Regions from separate parts of the Rattus norvegicus genome. Here region 1 is linked to region 2. A link is a contact called in public Hi-C data. All regions are on one chromosome and are shown on one strand. The core of a region is the stretch at or near the end of the contact, and the rest is flanking DNA. Distances in the headings are between cores, read along the strand shown.

What was found. A called contact is a pair of places that touch in the nucleus more often than the background predicts.
Region 1: a Hi-C map of mammary epithelial cells shows a contact between it and region 2, with 1.8 times the contacts expected there. The contact joins the promoter of Nup35 here to the enhancer-like site in region 2.

What each region holds. Positions count from the first base shown.
Region 1 is chr3:85,964,509-85,967,900 of GRCr8, forward strand. It overlaps Nup35 (nucleoporin 35), which reads left to right and starts at 1,399. Exons shown (of 9, transcript NM_001004229.1): 1 at 1,399-1,466. The coding sequence starts at 1,427. It also overlaps a transcript of Dusp19 not described here.
Region 2 is chr3:85,847,457-85,850,841 of GRCr8, forward strand. Nckap1 (NCK-associated protein 1) reads right to left here. Exons shown (of 31, transcript NM_031618.1): 16 at 3,370-3,385; 17 at 1,245-1,377. Among named protein-coding and RNA genes, the nearest start is that of Nckap1, 49 kb to the right of the region's middle. Within about 2 kb of position 1,320, at least 1 of the 93 cell types and tissues checked has an H3K27ac peak or open chromatin away from gene starts, as enhancers often do.

The DNA of each region.
Region 1 (3,392 bases), core at 149-2,648, 120 kb after region 2:
TCATCCTTGGGGGGGCGCTCTATGTGGCTCTCTCTCCCCTGGAACTCACTATGTACAGACCAGGATGAGTTTGAACTTGCAGAGATCCACTTGCCTCTGCTTCCTGAGTGCTGGGATTAAAGGTACATAGCATTGCACTCAGCACATTTTTTTTCCTTAAAGTAAACTGAACTTGTAAATGGTTCTAAAATTTTAACTCTGGCTGGGTGGTGGTGGTACACACCTTTAATTCCAGCACTCTGGAGGCAGAGTCAGGGAGGCCAGCCTGGTGTACTAGTGAGTTCCAGGATAGCCAGGACTATGGGGAGAAAACAGGTCTCGACAAAAACCAAACCAAACCAAACAAAATAAAATTGATTTCTTGGAATCTGTCCTTTAATTTGGAATCATTATTGAGACGAGGTGACAGGCAGATCTGACCTGATGGCAGTGTTGCGGTATGGCCTGTCCAGGAAGAAACTGCTATCTCCCAATCATTACTGACACTTTCCCAAGAGTGGTCAAGCTTGTGTAACAATTTATACCTGACTCCCTTGTGGTAACTAATAAATTTAATACAGTATCAGGCTTAAGGCTATTGACTTTTGCCTTTTAACTTAATATAATTCAATTGAAATAGAATTCTCTGTGTAACCCTGGCTGTCTTGGAACACCCCCCCCCCCCCGTAGACCTTGCTGGCCTTGAACTCAGATGCCTGCCTCTGCATCCCAAGTGTTCTGATTAAAGGTGTGTGCCCCACTACCCAGCCAAAACTAAATGTATTTTAACACACATAAAGTACATGCATGGACTCTAAGGAAAGATAGCAGAGTGAAGATGTCATAGCAGAGTGAAGCACAGGGATGTCATGGGCAGAATGGCATGTGGCGCCTGGGTTTTTTAATCCTTTTTTAAAAAATCAATTTAAATTTATATTTATTTGATGTAATAAACCTTGATTATGCTTTAATGTAAAATTACTCTCACATAACACCATTTAAAAGAAATGACATATAGATGATGGAAAAAATACTTTGTGAAACAAACGTCCTATATCAAGTGCAGGAATCAAGTTGAAAAGGAATATATGGTTTCATTAAACCTACTTTAACAGGTTAGGGAAGTCGATGCAAAAATCGCACTAATTATCAAGAGAGCAAGGGAATCTCTTTGTATGAAGCATAAACAACATTTCAGGAGGCTTGCCATTTTTAGAACCAGAGATCCCACGTTGTTCCCCGCATCTTCATAAAATGTTCCTTAGAATCCCAGATAGGGTATAGAAGTTTGCCCTCTTCCAAAATGGCTGAAACGCCTACACCCTCCGCAAAGAGCATGGTCGGAAGTTACGCAACCCATAAGGCCGCGCGGCTCTTACGGTAAGAAGAGTTTCCGCCATTTTTGAAAACTGGGAAGATCCTTGCTGGAGTGGTGGCGGCCGTTGCGATGGCAGCGTTTGCGGTGGATCCCCAGGCGCCCACGCTGGGTGAGTGAACCGCGGCCTCTCCCGTGGCACAATTAGTGCGCTGTGGACCTGGAGGCGACCGCCACACGCTACGGAGGGAGCGGGGGCTGGGCACTGTGGCCGATGACATCTGGGCGGCAGTAGCCGGGATCCCTGCACTGCGCTCGGCTCTACTGTGGTCACCTGCCCCGTTCCCCGAAAGCGACCACGAGGATGGGCGGTGAACCTCTGGTCGCAGTGGTATCAGCTGCCGCGGGGCTACCTAAGTTTCTAGGTCCTGTTTTAACGTCACAAAAGAAATTTGTATATGAATGTATGACCTAGAATCAACCTGGCTCCTTCCACATCCTCCGCCCTTTACTTTGGAACGCAGCTCCATTGGGCTACTGTTGATTATAAATATTCATATCCATTATTGGGGAAACGTTCCGAGTATGCCGTATTTGGTAAAAACAAATTAACGTGTTGACACTCCCCACTCCCGCTAAGTTTTGTGAGTAATGACAACGGTCATATTCTACAACAGAAAACAAAATAACCTGTCTACAGTTTCATAGACGTACCGTAGTATTAGTTTATAACTCTCTGAGCTGGTTAAAGAGAGCAAGCATTGTATATATTGTGCAGGATTAACTTTGTAGCTCCAAGTGGCATGTAATGTTTGCCACCTTTTGGGTAAAAGTTGTTTTAAGAATAGCGTAACTTTGCTGGGCGGTTGTGGTGCACTTGGGAGGCAGCGGTAGGCAGATCTCTTGCATTCAAGGCTAGCCTGGTCTACAGAGTTCCTACCAAGAAACCTTGTATCCAAAACAAAACAAGAAGCCAAAAACAATAGGGAAAAAAGAATAATGTAACTTAATTTTTTTTAGTGCATTATAAAAACAGAACAAATAATGTTAATGATGTAGATACACTGTGGCATTAAAACTTGTTTTCAGGTTTTTGTTCTTATATTATTTAGAGATCAGGACATTTCATTAGCAGTTCTAGGTTTTTCTGTTCAACAATAACATTTTGGAGAGCATATTTTCCGGTGTAATAAATGTGAACAAACACATTCTTGTATATTACCTAGCGTAGAATTGACATTGTCTGACATTTACTGTTCAGAGTCACGTGTTGCACATTTTTCAGTTCTGACATCCTCTCAACACCTTACCAGCACACTGCTCTCTGAGTAGGACAGTGCAGGACTTACTACTTAGGGGCAGAGATTGAGAAATGGAATTTCAGACATGCAGGATGCAGTCATTAAGCCTTTATGTTCAATCATGAAGGGATGGTTAGTGACAGTCTGGCTTCCTACTTTATTACTGTGTATTTAGGTGACCTATTTTTTCTTGACCTAATTAGATTTTTATATAATGTGCAAGTGTATGGATGTGTTATATGTCCTGGGGACTGAATTTAGGCTTAATAGCAAGGACTTTGACCCACTGAACCACCTCACCAGGCCTTGACCTAACTCTTATACCTGTCATAACTTCCCCCTTTGTAGATGGTAGTTTGTGGTGTTATCAAAAGCCTTATATTTTGTTACTGGTCTTTTCTAAATATCTATTTAGGATCTGCTTTTGTTGAGACTTCTGGTTTGAGTTTAACTTTCTTTTGAGATATGTAGTAGCACTATGTAACATAACATGCTTTACAAAAGCATTACAATATTTACACCTTAGTGTGTGTGTATGTATGTGTATGTGTATATATGTATATATGGATGTATATATATATCCATATATCTATGGATGGAGGGTGTGAGGGTGTGAGTTTCAAGACAGGATTTCTCTGTATAGCCCCTGGCTGTCTAGAACTCACTCTGTAGACCAGGCTGACCTTGAACTTACAGAGACCTGCCTATCTCTGCCTCCCTAGTCCTGGGATTAAAGGCCACCAGCATCCAGCCTTACACCTTTTTTGATACTTGTTTTATCTTTCCGAATTATTTTG
Region 2 (3,385 bases), core at 70-2,569:
AGTGGGGATAACAGGCTTGGGCCACCAGGTTCGACTGTGTCTCTTAATGTGTCACACAAGTCTTGCTTTCAGTTCTTGAAAGCTTCCTCTGACCTCATCTCTCTCAAAGTCCTCTTCCCACAGAATACTCATAAGCTAGAGATATGCTACTTCAAATTTCTTTTCAACAGATTTTGCAGTTCTAAGAGATTAAAACTGTTACAAAAAAATACAGTATTCATTCTTTATAATCTTGCCACACTTATAAAATTTTTTTTCAAGACCAGAGAAAACATCTTTTCATTTTATTTCCTTACTAGTTGTCAAATGATAATTCCATCTGTTGGGGATACAATGTGATCCATCATGTTTTTATAGTTTTATAGTTTTCTTTTATTCTTTTATTCTGGGCCTCTGAACACCCAGAGAGCACTGTACCCTACTGTGGACTCCCAGCATCATGACATTATGATCTGCATGTACACTATAGGAAGATCCAATCACTTTACCAACTTGATTTCTGTAGTAAGAACATTAAAAACCTATTCATTTTAGCTCTTTAAAATGTTCATTGGCATTACTATTTTCTGGTCTCTCATGGTAGCTCAGGCTGGCCTTGAATTTGCAATCTTCCTGCCCCAGCCTCCTGAGTGCTGGGAACACCACCATGCCCAACTCTTTGTTAGTAACTGTGTCACCATGCACTGTAACAGATCGCTGAAACTTATCCTAAGCGAGAACTTTGCACCTTTTGATACACAGTACACTTCTGACAGACACTAGGGATCTGCAGAATTACTGATTAGTTGTCCACACCACAGCAACTGTGAGTTTATGTGTGTCTCACAAGTGTCAGCAAACCTGGGTCCTGTCTAACGTATCCATGATGTTAACAAGTCAGTAATCCATAAACCCAATTTTTCAAGTCCTTCCTTTCAGTATTACAATGAAATGTATTCAGTAAAAAATGTAATTACTGCATATGTGAATAAATCTATAACAGTAATACCAACCATATCAGTTATTTTAAAAGGTAAATGATCAATATATGTGCATATTTATGCACCTACATATATTCCTATTTGTGTCAATCATACATCTTACTGCTCACTGTGTTATCATGGATCTACTCAAGAATTTCTCTGATTCTATACAAAGATGGTTTAGGTGAGAAGAAAAATTAAGTAATTATGTCCTTATAAACATTTGGCTAGCTGCCCATGTGACTGCTTCACTACATAAGGCCTGGCACCGGCTACAGTTACCTCTTCGGGACACAGCTCATGTGTGCAGCTCATGAAGTGAGTGCAGAGCAGAGGAAAGGCGATGGAGTATCGCGACTGAGAAGGCAACTCCAAGCACTGCTGAAACATCTTCTCAAAAGCACGGCTATAAAAACTGTCAGGAGAGACAGAAAACAGTCAAACAGCTACACTCAGAGCTTACAGGCAAACAAATGATACAGCACCATGGCTGGTTGATTCTCTTAACTCAAGTGAATCTCTTAAGGGATCCCATTTATACCCTTAAGAATAGTTATTTTCCCTTCAAAGTACCTTGTGCATGTCAATAATTTATTCAGAATACTCTTTGTATGCTATCAAGACATTTTACAGGTAATATACAGTATCTATAGAATATAAGTACACAACATTCAAAACTCTGATCTTCAAACTTTCTCATGGGTTAGGGAATTATCAATTATAGGGACCACGGTTACTTTAAAGTATCACTGAGAAAAATATTACCAATTAAACAATCATGTCATTAATATTTAAAATATTAAGAAAATTAACCACATATGACAATTACAAAAACTTAAAGATTGTACAAAATGCTTTATCTCTAAGAAAGCAGGAAGATTATATTCTTTCACAACAGGAGCACTTTTAGAGCTAAAACAGAATCCAAACAAAAATGTCTCACCCTCTGTCCAGGACAGGCTTTGAGACAGTAACAGATGGTTCCAAATAACCTTAAAATTCTTGAACATTTAACATACAGCCAAAATGTAAACCCGAAAGTGAGTGGACTAGTCTGTCTCTCAGAGAGGCAGGCCTTCGTTCCTGGAGATTTCTTCTCCAGCACACGTAACACAAGCTACCCTAACAAACTGCTAAAACCAAAAGCTCTGACCACCTTCTCTGTGTGGTACCTAGACGCCATTACCACTGTCCAGCCAGGTATAACTCATTGCTTCACAAGTACCACGACGTAGTATGCTGTCCCAATTTACCCCTCTACAAGGCCAAGAAGCAAGGAACCAAACTAGTACCACACAGCTACAGAGTGAAAGTACCAGAGTCTGAACTGTGGCTTTGTTTACTGTTTATGGGTCTGACCTCACTCTGTCATTTGTTCCAACATTTATTAAATATCTACTATATTAGACAAGAGGGAAGCAACATAACCTTTCTTTAAGAAATGTTTTTGGGCTGGAGAAATGGCTCAGTGGTTAAGAGCACTGACTGCTCTTCTAGAGGTCCTGAGTTCAATTCCCAGCAACCATATGGTAACTCACAACCATCTGTAATGAGATCTAGTGCCCACTTTTGGCCTGCAGGCACAACACTGTATCGATAATGAATAATAATAAATCTTTAAGAAAGAAGTAAGTTTTCTGGAGAGGGTAATGAGAGAAAAGTGAATGCAGTGCTAAGTGTGGAGAAGCTGTGCTTAGTTACAACAGTGCAAGGAGCAGCCAGCACATCTCTGTGACACAAGTGTCTAACACTATAGGCATGAAGTTATCAGATATTAATTTCCATACTTGCTCTCTTTGATTTATCCACAACCTTTTTTTTTCTTTTTTTTTCTTTTTTCTCGGAGCTGGGGACCAAACCCAGGGCCTTGCACTTGCTAGGCAAGCGCTCTACCACTGAGCTAAATTCCCAACCCCTATCCACAACCTTTTTACACTCAGACTACATATATAAACGAGCTCTTAATGTGAGACTCCCATCTTCAAACAAAATGCAAGAAAGCTCACACCAGAACAGTTGGCTGCTCCTGGGAGTAACTAAAACCAAACATAAAAATCTCAATTTTGCAAGCTTCTTTTTCTTCCAAAGTTTTTTGTTGTTTTTGTTGTTTGTTTTTTTTAAAGACAGGGTTTCTCTGTGTAGCCTTGGCTGTCCTGGAACTCACTCAGTAGATCAGGCTGGCCTAGAACTCAGATATTCACCTACTTCTGCTTCCCAAGTACTAGGATTAAAGGTGCAAACCACCACTGCCACCCAGCTTGTTACAAAGCTTTGATAAAAGCCTATTGCTCCCTTTATGATTAGGAATATGATACTGAACTATCTTGAGGACTATCCCAACAGAAAACAATCAGGTAGTTTCATAATAAACATTTCCAGCTTAGACTTAAGGAAAATTACAACATACCAAAATATGGAGAGAT